Regions from separate parts of the Rattus norvegicus genome. Here region 1 is linked to region 2. A link is a contact called in public Hi-C data. All regions are on one chromosome and are shown on one strand. Each heading gives the region's core, a stretch centred on a gene start, on an enhancer-like site or on the middle of the called end of the contact. The rest is flanking DNA. Distances are from core to core; before and after follow the strand shown.

Region 1 (7,032 bases), core at 1,851-4,350, 99 kb before region 2:
GCAAGTACTTGTGCCTACCAGGAACTCAAACACCTCCCCAGAGGAAACAAGAATGCAGTGCTGACAGCAGCCAGACCCACTGTACTGAGTCATGAGGGCCAGGAGGGGCCTCGGCGCCCCACCCCCACCCTCCTCCACTTTCTGTAAAGGCCAGGACCATTAAAGGCCTGACTTCTAGTTCTGAACGAGGAAGGCAGACCAGGAAAAGGAGGAAGGGCGGAGGCTGCATTCTCGGAAGACAGGGTCACCCTTACCAAACCAAGCCTGCTGCTCTCCCTGCACTTCGATGGCCAGGCCAAAATCAGCTAGCTTGACCGCAGCACCCTTGCATTTACTCGCCAGCAGCAAGTTCTCGGGCTGCAGAAGGAACAAGGAGAACCTTATGATGCATCCATCCTGGAACCCAAAGGGAGCCTACTCTGGGCTCACAGTGCCACTACCCAGCACCAGCACCAGGTGGCGCCAACGAGTCACAAGTAGGAGGCAAAGGCGGCCAGCCCTGGTGAGTGAGTACCTTCAGGTCCCGGTGGACGATGTCATGCTGGTGGATGTGGTTGACGCTCTCCAGGATCTGATGTATACAGTGGCTGAAAGAACGGCACAAGCAATATCAGTAAGGGCTAAACCGCCTCACCAAGACTGCCCGTGCAGACTACACTCGCCAAAAAGGCAGCCAGAGCCCTGGGCTTTGAATGCTATCTAGCTCAATCTGTTTTGTTTTTATTTTTTAATTGAAAAGCTACCATCGCCTTCTGATGGACAAGGATATTCTGCTACAAGCACAGCATCATATACATCACCCCAAATGCTTATTCTTTTTAGCGAGAACATTTAAAATCGTGTTTTCTAAGTTTTAAAACACTGTCAGGTATAGTTGGCACACGCCTTTAGTCCCAGCACTCAGGAGACAAAGGCATGTGGACCTGAGTGTGAGGCCAGTCTAATCTACAGAGTGAATTCCAGAACAGCCAGGGCTACATAAAGAAACCCCAGTCTTGAAAAAGCCAAACCAAACCAAACCAACCAAACAAACAAAACCTTACTAATCATAATCACCTGCTGTGCTTAAATAAAATGTGGGAATCATTCCTCCTATCTGAGCACCAACTCTCCTTTCTTCACCCGCACCCACCCATCCTGGCTTCTGCTAACCACCATTCCTCTTCACCCCTATGAGATCATCCTTTTCAGATCCTGTATAAGTAAGATCACGTGGTGTTTGTCTTCCTTTGCCTGGCTTGTCTCACTGAACACGACGGCATCCAGACTCACCTATCCTGTCATAAATGACAGAATTTCCCGGCCTTTTTGAGGCTCAGTAGTATACACCAGTCCTTTTTTAATCCATTCATCTGCTAATGGACACTCAGGTTGTCCCATATCCTGGTTATTGTGACTAATGCTGCGATGGACGTGGGTGTACAGACATCGCTTTAACATCCTGATTTTAATTCCACTGGGTATTTACCCAGCAGTGGGATTGCTGGATCATATGGTACTTCTATTTTTAGGTTTTCTGAGAAACATCCATACTGTTTTCCAAAAATGGCTACACTAATTTACAATACCAACAGCGTATAAAGGCCCCTTCTCTTCCTTCCTTCCTTCCCCTTTCCTGTTCTGAAGGACAGTCTTCCTGCTATGTAGCATAAGCTGACCTGCAACCTGCCATGTGACCCAGGCTGGCCTTGAACTCATGATCCTTCAACCTCAGCCTCAGGACTGCTAGGATCATGGATGTGTGCCACGGCACTGAGCTAAGAGCTCTCCTCCCTCCTCACCAACTCTCTCCACAGGGAGGGAAAGTGAAGCCCAGGTAAAGTTATGTGGGTTTTCCAAAGTAAGCCTTGAGGCAAAGCCTAGAATTTGTTTTCTAGGGATTAAAAGAAGATACTATTTCTAAGGAAGGTGAGAACCTCTAACCCCTTCCTTCTTTCTTCATACGCAAACTGTTTCTTAGAGGAGGAGCTTATGCTAACTTGGCAAGACAGCACCGGTGAGCACAAGCCTTCACCTGTTCAAACATTTACTGAGTGATTCTGAGGGCGCTTTCTTGTCCTAAGATATTAACTGCTTTAAAGTTTTGCATCTAGTAGGGATACAAGACAAGCACATAGATTCCTTCCAGAAGTAATATATTTAAGAGGGCTCTAAACAGGATGTCTACATAGCATCTCTGATGATCTTGCTCCAAACTACATTCCTGTTTATTAAAGCAGACTGTCCACCTCGCATACTCCCTTGCTAGTCCCACAGTCAAATTCCTGGCAGCAGGTGTGAGCACTCCAGAGCAATGGTTTCCACTCACTTGGAGGGTGGGTGTGCCCTCTAGGAGACATCTGACAATAAATTCTGGTCGGCACAGCTTGGAAAGGGGGCTCTGCCAGAGCTCTGCCAAGTGGCATGCTTCTTAGTTCTCTGTGTGCATAGGAGAGACCTTCATAACAAAACAACTATCTGTGCTCAAGGTCGGTACCGTTGAGGCAGAAGAACGCTGGTTCATGCCCAGTCAGCAGCCTCCACAAGGTGTACGGTGCAGACCTGCAGAAGATCCAGGTGTGCCAGCCTACACAGCCTGCACCACTTACAGCTTGTTTCTATGAAATCTGGTACTGAGGCCCCTACGAGAGTTAAAGGGTCAATGGATGTGCGTCAGTCATCAGACCTGAAGACTGAGGTTCAGGGTCTCCTACACCACAGAGCCCAGCAGTTTGCCAGAGGAACTTTTAAGACTGAGCTTTGGGGGCTGGAGAGATGGCTCAGTGGTTAAGAGCACTGGCTGCTCTTCCAGAGGTCTTGAGTTCAATTCCCAGCAACCACATGGTGGCTCACAACCATCTGTAATGGGATCCGATGCCCTCTTCTGGTGTGTCTGAAGACAGCTATAGTACACTCATATAAATAAAATAAATTTAAAAACAACAAAAAAAAAAAAACAAAAAAAAAAAAAAACAAAAAGAAAAAAAAAAACAAAAAAACGATGGAGCTTGGGAGGCGAGTCTCCACAGAAATGTATAATTAGAACAGAGCCCAGCTAGCAGGGAGAGCCTTCTGGCCAAAAATGGCAAAAGTGCGAAGTGTCCCAGCAGAGCCAGGCCAAGCCCACTGGTACAGTCCTCCCCCCACCAAGCTCCGGGAGCTATCGCTACCTCCTCCCACCCACAGCCTGGTCCTCCCCTGCTGGCACTGGAAGGCATCTCTGCACTTGAGAAGTTTTCCCCAGGCTGAGGCATCTGAAGTTGATCAGCAAACAGAGGTTGTTCAGGGCTGAGAAGTTTGTGAGGAAGCCGCACTCCCCTCCCTCTAGAGGCAGCCTGAGCCAGAGAAGCCTTAGGCAGGACGGCAACAACCAGGCTGAGAAGGGGAAGGGAGAAGGTGGGCAAAGCAGGCCATGCTGGCATCTGAGGACCCCAGCGATGCAGGTGGACTGTGCTGTCCCACGGAAGCCACGTCCTCATGCTGAGCTGGTCATGGTGGTGAGGTGACAAAGGGACAAAGTGACAAAGGTGGACAAAAACGACGCCGCTCTGTCTCTGATCTCTAGGCCCTAAGTGAAGACCTTGTACACACTAGAATGTGTCAAGAGAAGGGAGAGGCACAGAGAGGGCCACTGGGCATGCTTGTGAGTACATAACAGGGGGGTGTTGGGGTAACAGGATAAAGTCGACCTAAAAGAGGCTTTGAAAGAAATAAATCTAGGCGTGTTGAATATTTAACCTTTGATACTATGAACAGAATGCAGCCCTACCACATCTTTACAGGCTCTTGTTCAGACAAGAGTCCAAAGACTATCCAAATCTCACTCACACACACACACACACACACACACACACACACACACACACACAAAAATTGATTGCCAGGACTTATTTCAATCCTAACTCAAAGGGCTTCATTCAAACAACCAAGATTCCTCTCACCTGGCATCAGCTTCGCTGTAGTATTCTCTGGCCACGATGTCTTCAAACAACTCCCCTCCCGTAACACTGTAACCAACAGAAGACACGGTCAGAGGAGGCAGGGCTTATTGGCCAACCGCAGCATCTAGCAGGTAGCAGTCATCCCAACTCCCCACGTACATGTTCACCCTTCAATGGCACAGGGTTTCTCCATGGGCTAACATGGGCTTTCCCCTCCTTCCTGACAGTTCTGGTTCCATAACCTAATAGAATCACTAGCACTCAGAGAATGAGGAAGATGTGGGGATCCAAGAAAAATATTCTAACTACCAAGGTCAGAGCTTTCCTTCCGTAAGACCACTGTGGACACTGTCTATGGCAGTGCAAAGGCAGACCCTACTGCAAGAGCTGAAGGATACGAGACCACAGATATAGAAGTTCAACTGTGACGATACTGAACGGGGCTTTCTAGGAGGTAAAGAGCCACTCTTAAGACATTACAGAACAGCCAAAGTGGAAGAGACAAACAGAACACGGTTCGTGACTCCTAAAAGCTATTTCCAACTTCCCAGAATTTTTAAGGACACACAGAGAGTCATTATTTTATTTCTCCAATAAGGGAAACACACCAAGAAACAAACATCTGCACAAGTTATGCACAGAACAGAAGAGAGAAGCAAGGCCACCCTGGGGCTCAGGCTCTAGGAGACAGTGAGTGACAGTGAGATGGCGAGGGGAGTGGCTTTGGCCAGGCACACCCATCCCCACAGAAACTTCACCAGTCCTTTCCTCAAGCAATGGAAAGGAGCCCTCAGCAGAGGCTGAAGGCCCTGTTCAGCCTTTCCCAAGCTTTCATTCATCCTCAGCCAGCTGGAGAGAAAGGTCCCCATACCCTCAGAAAGTGGCACTTACAGGTCAAACACGAGGTAGTGAAACCCTTCTTCAGAAATACTGTCATGGAGACGCACTGTAAGAGAGGAGATGGGAACAGAGATTAGCAGAAAAGAACTCAGAACTCCTCTTCTCTGTAGCAACCCCACCTGGCCCCATCTTGTCAGCTTCCTAGGGCTTTTGAAGATGCAGCGGAGAAAAGTGCCAATGTGCCTAGTACCCCGTGGGCCACAGGTACACAGCCACGGCCCTGCAGACCGAGGCCGGGAGATAGAAGCTTCGTGCTCAGAAAATCAGATGGAGAAAAGCAAGAGCCTCTTGAGGAGCTAGTCCCATAGAAGGTGCACCTAAGACACGATGTGTGGCACAGGAATAGACACAGACGAGATGGGAGAGCCCAGGAGCTCTTTCAGAGGAGCAAGTGGGAGTAGGATGATGAAGGGATTTGGGAAAAGGTAGAACCCATCAGAAAGGCATGTGGAGCAGGCCACACACATCCTCAGGCAACCAGTACAGCAACTGCTTTGAGACAGGGTTGGTTTATACAACCTCACACTCAATATGCAGTTGAGGACAACTTTGAAATTGTGATGCTCCAGCCTCTATCTCTCAAATGCTAGAATTACATAGATTTGTCACCACACCTAGTTAATGTAGTGCTGGGTGATCCAGGACTTCATGTATATAGGCGAACACTACCCACTGGGCCACACTACCCACTGGGCCACACTACCCACTGAGCCACACTACCCACTGAGCCACATTTTGTTCTTCCATATACACTCTCCCTTGCTTCATTTTTGAGACAGAATCGCACTATATAGCCCTGGCTGGCCTGGAACTTGTGATGAAGACTGGCCGCAAACTGAGATCTGCCTGCCTCTGCCTTTTACAGCTTGGGGATTAAAGGGGCAGTAGCCCTTATTTATTTTTAAGATAGAATATGGCTATGCAGCCTAGTTGGCCTAGAGCTCATGTCAATCCTTCTATCTTATTGTCTGGAACACCAGGACTACAGGCATGTATCAACATGCCCAGTCATAATACCGTCTATTCAATGTATACTGTGTGCCAGCCTTGGGGTAGATTTATGTCATACGCTAACGATTCTATACGCATATCTTGAGCAATACAGTGCGCCAGATCCTAGGCCAGGTGATGGCACTTGGGAAGGACAGAGCGTGGAAGGAGTTTATTACGCAGCCATGAGACGACTGCTACTTCTACCTTACAGTACAGAACCAGAGCGGCTTGGGCTTCAGGGTTCTCGGCAAAGGTTTAACAGTTACTAACTGGTGGGCCCCAGACTCCAAAAGCTCGTCCACTCAACTTCACCTGTAAGATATGTGGCCAGCCCACACAGGCAGCAAAGCAGCAGGGCCAAGAAGAGAGTACTCCCAGATGTGCCCACCACAGTGCTACAGATGTGTCTGTCCAAGAGGGCAGCAGGCAGAGGGCGGCTCAGTTCACCAAGGGCAAGGAGTGGCTGGCAAACGCCTGCCTCTATGGCTCTTGGGCAGAAGGCCAACCTGATGTCTTCTGAGGTCTTCTCTCCAGCTCTGACTACAAAGCTACCCCTGGGTTAGATGACAACCCTGAGATCACTCTAACACAATCAGGATCTGTGTTGGCTACCTATGTGGGAGTTCTCATCTCTCCCCTCAGCCAATCTCTTCCTATAGGGAAAGTCTGGTTTCGAAGGACTCCCTTCGAGTCTTTGACCTCCGCTCCTGTCCTCAGCAGTAGGAGCACCTTCCAGAGCATTTCAGGAACTGCCTGACACCAAAGCAACTGGTGAGGTGCCTGGGCAGGAAAAATCATGGTGCCACTTCCCTGGCAGGCCCACACTGCTGCCCTTCCCAGTGCCAAAGCACCCCTAAGGGCTGGGGCACTTCCTGTGTCCCCTTCAACCGAGGAAGCAAGAGCAGCCAGAAAGCAAAATACCAACTCAGCTGCCACCAGGTACTGAACACAGTCCTTTCTCACACGAGGAATGAGGGCTCAGTGGCCTGCCAGGCCGGGATCCAGGGCTAACAGCCGCACTGCCCATCCTGTCGATCTTATCTGGTTCTGCAAACCTCCTCACTTCTCTAGCGTGCAGAGGACAGGGGAGGGCTTTTAGGATGAGGGCACCACAGTTAGATCACCTGCTGCCTTCCCACCCACTGAACCCAGGCTGGGTCAAGCTCCCCAAAGCCTTCCTCCTTCCCCCTCATTTCACTTCTCTGGTCTCAGTCAGTGC
Region 2 (7,113 bases), core at 4,292-6,791:
AGTCCTCCTACCATAAGGCTGGGATAGGCAGCCAAGACACGAAAATTTCGTGGAAGCATCGGCGTAGCAGAAACGAGAGAGACGAGAGAGACTCTGGCTCCAACAAGCTGGAAAGAAAGACTAAGCGCCGAATGTCCTCTTTAACCTGCACACCCGCATGTGCCTCCTCTCATACACAGAGACAACAACAGTCAGAATAATGTTAACCCCGAATGATACAAGTTTGCCTTCTGTTGTCATTTCTCCAGGCAGATTGTTTTGTTTTGTTTTGAGACAGAGTTTCTCTTTGAGCCCTGGCTGTCCTGGAACTCTCTCTGTAGACTTGATTGGCCTTGAACTTAGAGATCCACCTGTCTCTGCCTCCTGGGTGCTAGGATTTAAGGTGTGCACCACCATCACCGTCTGGCTCACCAGCAGATTTTTTTTTTTTTTTTGGTTCTTTTTTTTCGGAGCTGGGGACCGAACCCAGGGCCTTGCGCTTCCTAGGTAAGCGCTCTACCACTGAGCTAAATCCCCAGCCCCTTCCAGCAGATTTTTTTAAATAGATTTTTAAAAGCAGGTTTATCTATACTTTCTTTTGCATTCCACCCCTTAAAAACTATTTACTGTGTATACTGCTGTTTCGTTTTAAAGGTAATTATTTAATTAATTGTGTATGTGTGTGTGAGAGAGACAGAGAATCTATGTATGTACACCATGTACATGCAAGTGTCCTCAGAGGTTAGAAGGAGGACATCGGATCCCATAGAAACAGTGTTATAGGCTGTTGTAAACTGTCCAATGTTATCCCTTTGCGAGTTCTTTTACTAGCTAAGCCATCTCTCTAATCCAACTATCTGCTTTTGTTTGTTTGTTTGTTTTTTGGTTTTTCAAGACAGGGTTTTTTTCTGGAACTCCATCTGCAGACCAGGGTGGCCTTGAACTTAGAGATTCCATCTACCTTCGCCTCCAGAGTGCTGGGATTAAAGGCATGTGCCACCACTGCCTGGCCACACTATTTGCTGTTTTAAAGGTATATGTTACATAAACACTCTACTCTTGATACCAACATCCACATTAACTTCACATTTTTGCTATGATAGGTTGAACGATCCTCTCTTAAAGAAATCTACACCCTAAGCTCACTGCTTAAAAAAAACCCCACAAATGTGTTACTTTATGTTTCTAAGGTCAAAATCCGAAATGTGTCAAAAAGGGTTAAAGAAAGATGTTTGAAGGATCAGCTTCCTTGCTTTTGCTAGCTGTATTCCCTGGCTCATATTACTCTAGTCTATGATTTTATTATGACACCCCTTTCATTCCAGTCCTCCATTTTCCTCTTAGAAGGTGACTGCACTGGGATCACTTAAATAATCTAGAAGAATGTACCCATCCCAGTACTCTCAATACTGCAAGATCACATCTGCTGTGCAAGGCAATGTGTTCATAGGTCTCAGGGCTTAGGACAAAGGCGTCTTTGAGGGGACATTATCCTGTCTACCACAGTGAGTACGGAACAACAGAAGTGAAAATAATTGCTGGAGGGACTGTGAAAAATCCAGCTGAAGGGGAATCCCCAGTTTAAAGGCCAGCTCATCCAGGGTTGGGCTGCTCTGGCCAGCTCCAGGAAGCCCCTGGCATAGCTAAAAGGTTTGGTCAACAGTTGAGACTCCCCTGAGATTCTGTTCTCTCATTGGTGCTTCTCAGGCCCTAGACTTTACTCTCAACTGAGAAGGAGAAGAGGAGAAAGGACACTTGTCATTTATATACCTAATAGTCCAGAACTATTAGAGAGTTTACTCAGGTCCTCTTAAGATAATTGAGTAATTTAGTCCACTTTGGTACTGGGAGACACAAACCGAGAGGCGTCTGATTCTTCGGGAAGGGAAGGAAGGGAGAAGGAAGGAAGAGAAAGAAGTCCTGGGGCTTGTTTCTCTATTCTGAGGCTTTATTGTCAGCCTGGGACTCCAAAACCTACCTGGGATCGGAGGTTCTTGGCAGGCCTTGGAATGGTCCTGGAACCCCCAGCATCTTACCCCTAGGGCGAAATCTCCTTCCTGGACAAGCAATGTGTCATTTTAGGCAGCACCTCTCCCTCCTAGGCACCTGCGAAATGACTAAGACTCCCAGGTAGAGCCCAACCCAGTGGGAAATGACTAAGCATTGAGGTTTCCTCTTAAACTTGGTCTGCCTTTCTCTTCTATTTCTCAAGGTAGTAAGGGATGGGGCGAGGTCTTGCAGGTCCCAGGGCATCGACTCTCGACCTGGGGGGTGGGAGGTCGAATGACCCTTTTGCAGGGGTCGCCCAAAGCCATCCGAGAACACAGATATTTACATTATGATGATTCATACCGGTAGCAAAGTCACAGTTATGAAGTGGCAACGAAAGTGATTTTTATGCTTGGGGGGTCGAGGAGCCGTATTAAAGGCCTGCAGCCTTAGGAAGGGTGAGAAGAACTGGGTTCGTCCCCACTTACTTTGTGCACATGTATACAGGCTAAGAGACTCGAGGGTAACCATGCTGGGATCTATCCAACTCTTCCTTTGCTGTCTGTCTCCCCTGGCTTCTGCCGCTTCCAACCTTTGAGGTATCTGGTAAGGAGGGTAAGAGTTTGCTTTCCGTTCCAGTGGTTCTGTGTTAATGACTAGGAAAGAGTTGACTTGAACAACAAGGAAGGCTCTTGCTGACTGTCTAAACAGGAATTCTGACAGTGGGGTGGCACTTATGAAAGTCCAGGAACCCAATTACAAAGGTTCCTTTAAAACGCATATCTCAGTTGGTAGCGTATTTACACAGTGCACAGGAAGGCCAGGTCCGATCCTTAGCACCTAGCACCCAGGTGTGCTGATGTACAGCCCACACTTGGGAAGGTGGAGGCAGGAGGATAAGTTCAAAGACATCATGGGCTACATCGTGGGCCAGCCTGGCATACGTGAGAACTTGTCCCCAAAATAACTCAATATTAATAAAAGGCACAGCTGGCCAAATAGGACAGTGCCAAGAAATAAAATTTTAAAAAAAGTTAAAATTGGGCAGTCAGACGGACCGGGTAGTTGGATGGACCACCTCCAGAAAGTGATGTATGACAATAACAGTTGCTTCAGAAGGGAAACTAGGTACCTGGAAGAGAAGGGAAATTTTTATTTTTCTCTACATACTGTCTCATAGCTTTGAAATGTCATTGAAATTGCAAGTGCTACCTATCTGTTCAGATGGAGAGGTTAATAATATATGGGTATTTGGGAGAGGAGAGGAAAAAGTCTCTCTTCGTATGAGTGCTAAAACAGTTTGGAAATTCCACCGTGGATCAGACAAATATTACGGAGTTTCTGTTGGACGGCCAACACTGGGTCTAGTGATGGAGACGCAATATTGTGCAAGCTTGCGTCCTTTGCCTCACAGATCAAAATTCGCAGAGTGAGTGATTCAGACATAGCCAGGCAATGACCACGCTGTGTCGGATGCGCAATGATGGGAAGTGTGGACACTGGGGAACTGCAAAAGGATTCCTTTGGTCCAGACCTGGGGAGGGAAAACCTTTCTGGACCCGATGATGTCCGATGAGAGTTTCAAAGGGTATGGAGGAGTCACTCAAGGTACAGGAGGGAGAGTTCCAGATGAAGTGAACTTCATAACGTATTCAGAGCTGTAAAAAACTTGGCTGCTCCCCTGGAACAGCAAGCGGTCAACAGTACTGGAGCGTCAAGTTTGGAATAGAGAAATAAAGCTGGGGTGGAAAGGTCAGATCACAGAGTATCTTATAAGCTGGTTTAAGTGCAGTTAGCAGTCACCCTCAAGGCAAGTACAGGGACCTAGGGGACAAGGTTAAGAATGATCCACTGGTATTGGAATGTTCAGGTGCCAAGCACCACCATCTTCCCCAGGACTTGTTTTCTTTTTCTCTGTGAACGGGAAAACTGGGCCTCAGGGAAGTCAATAACATTCAGCAGGAAATAGTCCAGGGTCACATTAAAAAACAGTACAAATGTCTGAACAGAGCCAGCCCACGGCAGAGCCAGAGTTCTCACATGTTCAGTTTACTGTGTGGCCTCCACTGGTGGTTTCCAATAAGGGTGGTGAACTGTGGTTGTCAGAGCTGTGAGTAAGCTACTGGCACCTCGTGGGTAACTAGCACCTATTATAACGCACCACATCACGGCATAGAGCAAAGGATGACTGGTCTCAGAGCGAGGGTGTCAAGAGTGAGAAAACATGAGACACAGTGAGTTACACAGGGCACACACGCAAGGCAGCCAAACGCAGCGAACTCTGGGGTGGACTGCACCCACCCATCCCTGCCAGTGTGCGTCCTTCTAAGCATCATCATGGGAGCTCAAAGAAAACAAGAGAAAAGCCCGGAATTACCCGGAACTAACTCTGAAGGATCCCTGGCTATCGAACAGGTCCATGGCTATGACGTCATGGCACCCATGCTTAATGGCTTCGATCAATGGATAATTCCGAAGAATTGTGACCTCCAGAGGCGTGGAGATCAGACACACGAGAGGCATGTTTGAAAGCTCGATGCCTCAACCTGCTGTCCTCATAAGTCTCTTCCTATTATCCTGTAACCTTTGCCTAGGTCAAACGAGAACATCAGGTCACCGCACACCTCATTGGTTTGGTGTGCCAGAAGCTCTGGAATGCCCCGGATGGCTGCAGGCCTTCATTGGAACCACAGGAGGGGGCAAAGGGTTGCCTTCCTCTCAGGGATTCTTAATTACTGAGCACCTGAATTCCTGAGAGATTCAAACCCCACAGACCTTTGGTTTCAGGTCTTGGGGTCACTTCTAACTGCTTCCTGTCTGGTTCTCTGAGTTAGCTCCCAGTTGCTACTTTATTCTAATTGGGTTTTTCAGCAAGCTGTGGTCCAAGTCCCAGACCACGAAGGCTATGAACATCTTGACTCAGTCATCCCCATTGGAGTTTCCCATCTCACCCACAGTCTTAACCCTGAGAACAGAGACAAACTGACCCTTGTACCCTTAGCACTCCTAGAAGGATCCAACTTTTTCCCTACGTCTGAAACACCGTTAGAGAGCTAAAGTCTCCTAAATACCCTGTTCCCTAAGCGCCCGCATGAGAATTGTGATGGCTAATTTTCATTGCCAACTTGACTGGAATGAGAGACGTGAACGAGTTGGTAAAGCCCTTTTCTGGGTTTCTCCAGGATGCGTTTTCTGAAAGAATTGTAATGGGAGGTGAGACTCACCCTGACACAAGGAGCACCATCCCATAGACTGAGAGCTCGAGTACAGGCACATGGAGAGAGAGAGAGAGAGAGAGAGAGAGAGAGAGAGAGAGAGAGAGAGAGAGAGAGGGAGACAGAGACAGAGACAGAGACAGACCCTGGAGCACGGGCTTTCTCGCTCTAATTCCTGGCTGTCTTGGGTGAGTGGCTCTGCTCTCCTCTGCATACCATGGCAGAATGAAGGTGCGAGCCAACAGAAATACAGCCCTCCGTTTAAATGACTTCTCCCAGGGGATTTGCCACTGTCATAAAAAGTCTAACTAATATAAACAATTGGTACCAGAGAAGCAGGGTCGTTGCTGTGACTACGTAACCACATGGCCTCGAAGCCTCTGTGACGGTCAGTGGGGAGGATTTAAAAGGGTTTTGAGATGCAGGCTAAAGAAATAGCATGCTGTAGCAGGGCTCAGTGGGCTACTCTGTGTTTGTACTGTCTTGTTTTGAGACTGTGTCTCATGCTGTAGCCCGGCTGGCCCAATCCACAGTGATGGCCTCTATCTCCTGAGTATTTGAATTATACGCAGAGGACACTGACCTGGCTTTAGTGAGTGATTCTGTACAGAAACTCAGAGGATCAGGTTTCTCAGACCGGATAGTAAAGACTCCTCAGGAAGTTTCAAATGGGATGAAGGACTTTATTGAAATTAGATTAGAGGCCATTTTTATTATATTGTGTATATATTGTATTATATATAATAAATTTATAATATAATAATATATGGTATATTATACTGTATAATATGATAATATATAATATAATATATTGTACTGTGTATAGATGTAATACAAATATATACAAATACATATTTTATACTTTATTTTCATTTTATCCATGACATAAGACTTTGAGTAAGACTGAACTAAGAAGCAATGAACTAATTCATATGAGGAAGTAAATTTCACGGCAGCATAGCATTCAGCCTGGACCATGGGCACTGCAGAGAGTGTCCAGTCAAGCTTACAGCAGTAATTGTGAGCAAGAAAAAGAGCAGGATTTTTTTTTCTCCATCTTTATTAACTTGGGTATTTCTTATTTATATTTCAATTGTTATTCCCTTTCCCGGTTTCCAGGCCAACATCCCCCTAACCCTCCCTCTCTCCTTCTATATGGGTGTTCCCCTCCCCATCCTCCTCCCATTACTGCCCTCCCCCCAACAATCACGTTCACTGGGGGTTCAGTCTTGGCAGGACCAAGGGCTTCCCCTTCCACTGGTGCTCTTACTAGGCTATTCATTGCTACCTATGCAGTTAGAGCCCAGGGTCAGTCCATATATATAGTCTTTGGGTAGTGGCTTAGTCCCTGGAAGCTCTGGTTGGTTGACATTGTTGTTCATATGGGGTCTCGAGCCCCTTCAAGCTCATCCAGTTCTTTCTCTGATTCCTTCAACGGGGGTCCCGATCTCACTTCAGTGGTTTGCTGCTGGCATTCGCCTCTGTATTTGCCATATTCTGGCTGTGTCTCTCAGGAGAAATCTACGTTCGGTTCCTGTCAGCAGCCTGCACTTCTTTGCTTCATCCATCTTATCTAGTTTGGTGGCTGTATATGTATGGGCCACATGTGGGGCAGGCACAGAGCAGGATTTTTAAACCATGTCATCTGACCAGCAAAGGAGCACTGAGAAAGCAGTGAACAAGGAGAGTGTGTTGCTGAAGGCATTAGCATCACTAAAAAGACAGTGTTCTGCACTGGGATAACAGGAAAGAAGCCTCAAAGGTATTGGCTAGACGTCACCCTTCCCTGGTTCAAGGGTACATCTGTGTGGCCCAGGTTGGCCTTGAACTCATTCTATACTCAAGTTGACCCTACACTTCTGGTCTTTCTGCTTCTGCCTTCCAAGTGCTGGAATTACATGTATGTGCCACACCCTACTTCATGGCAGTC

The links. Hi-C and Micro-C count contacts between places; a contact is called where the count stands out from the background.
Region 1: a Hi-C map of the A7r5 cell line shows a contact between it and region 2, with 2.5 times the contacts expected there. The contact joins two enhancer-like sites. A contact is called at or near these places in 8 of 12 Hi-C or Micro-C datasets (the A7r5 cell line, frontal cortex, hepatocytes and 5 more).

What each region holds. Positions count from the first base shown.
Region 1 is chr15:3,573,884-3,580,915 of GRCr8, reverse strand. It overlaps Camk2g (calcium/calmodulin-dependent protein kinase II gamma), which reads right to left. Exons shown (of 21, transcript NM_133605.1): 4 at 4,812-4,866; 5 at 3,921-3,986; 6 at 515-587; 7 at 255-357. Among named protein-coding and RNA genes, the nearest start is that of Camk2g, 24 kb to the right of the region's middle. Within about 2 kb of position 3,100, at least 21 of the 93 cell types and tissues checked have an H3K27ac peak or open chromatin away from gene starts, as enhancers often do. A contact at or near this core is called in the A7r5 cell line, where this site is marked.
Region 2 is chr15:3,477,074-3,484,186 of GRCr8, reverse strand. LOC120096900 (a long non-coding RNA gene) reads right to left here and starts at 2,080. Exons shown (of 3, transcript XR_005493817.2): 1 at 1,958-2,080. Within about 2 kb of position 5,541, at least 1 of the 93 cell types and tissues checked has an H3K27ac peak or open chromatin away from gene starts, as enhancers often do. A contact at or near this core is called in the A7r5 cell line, where this site is marked.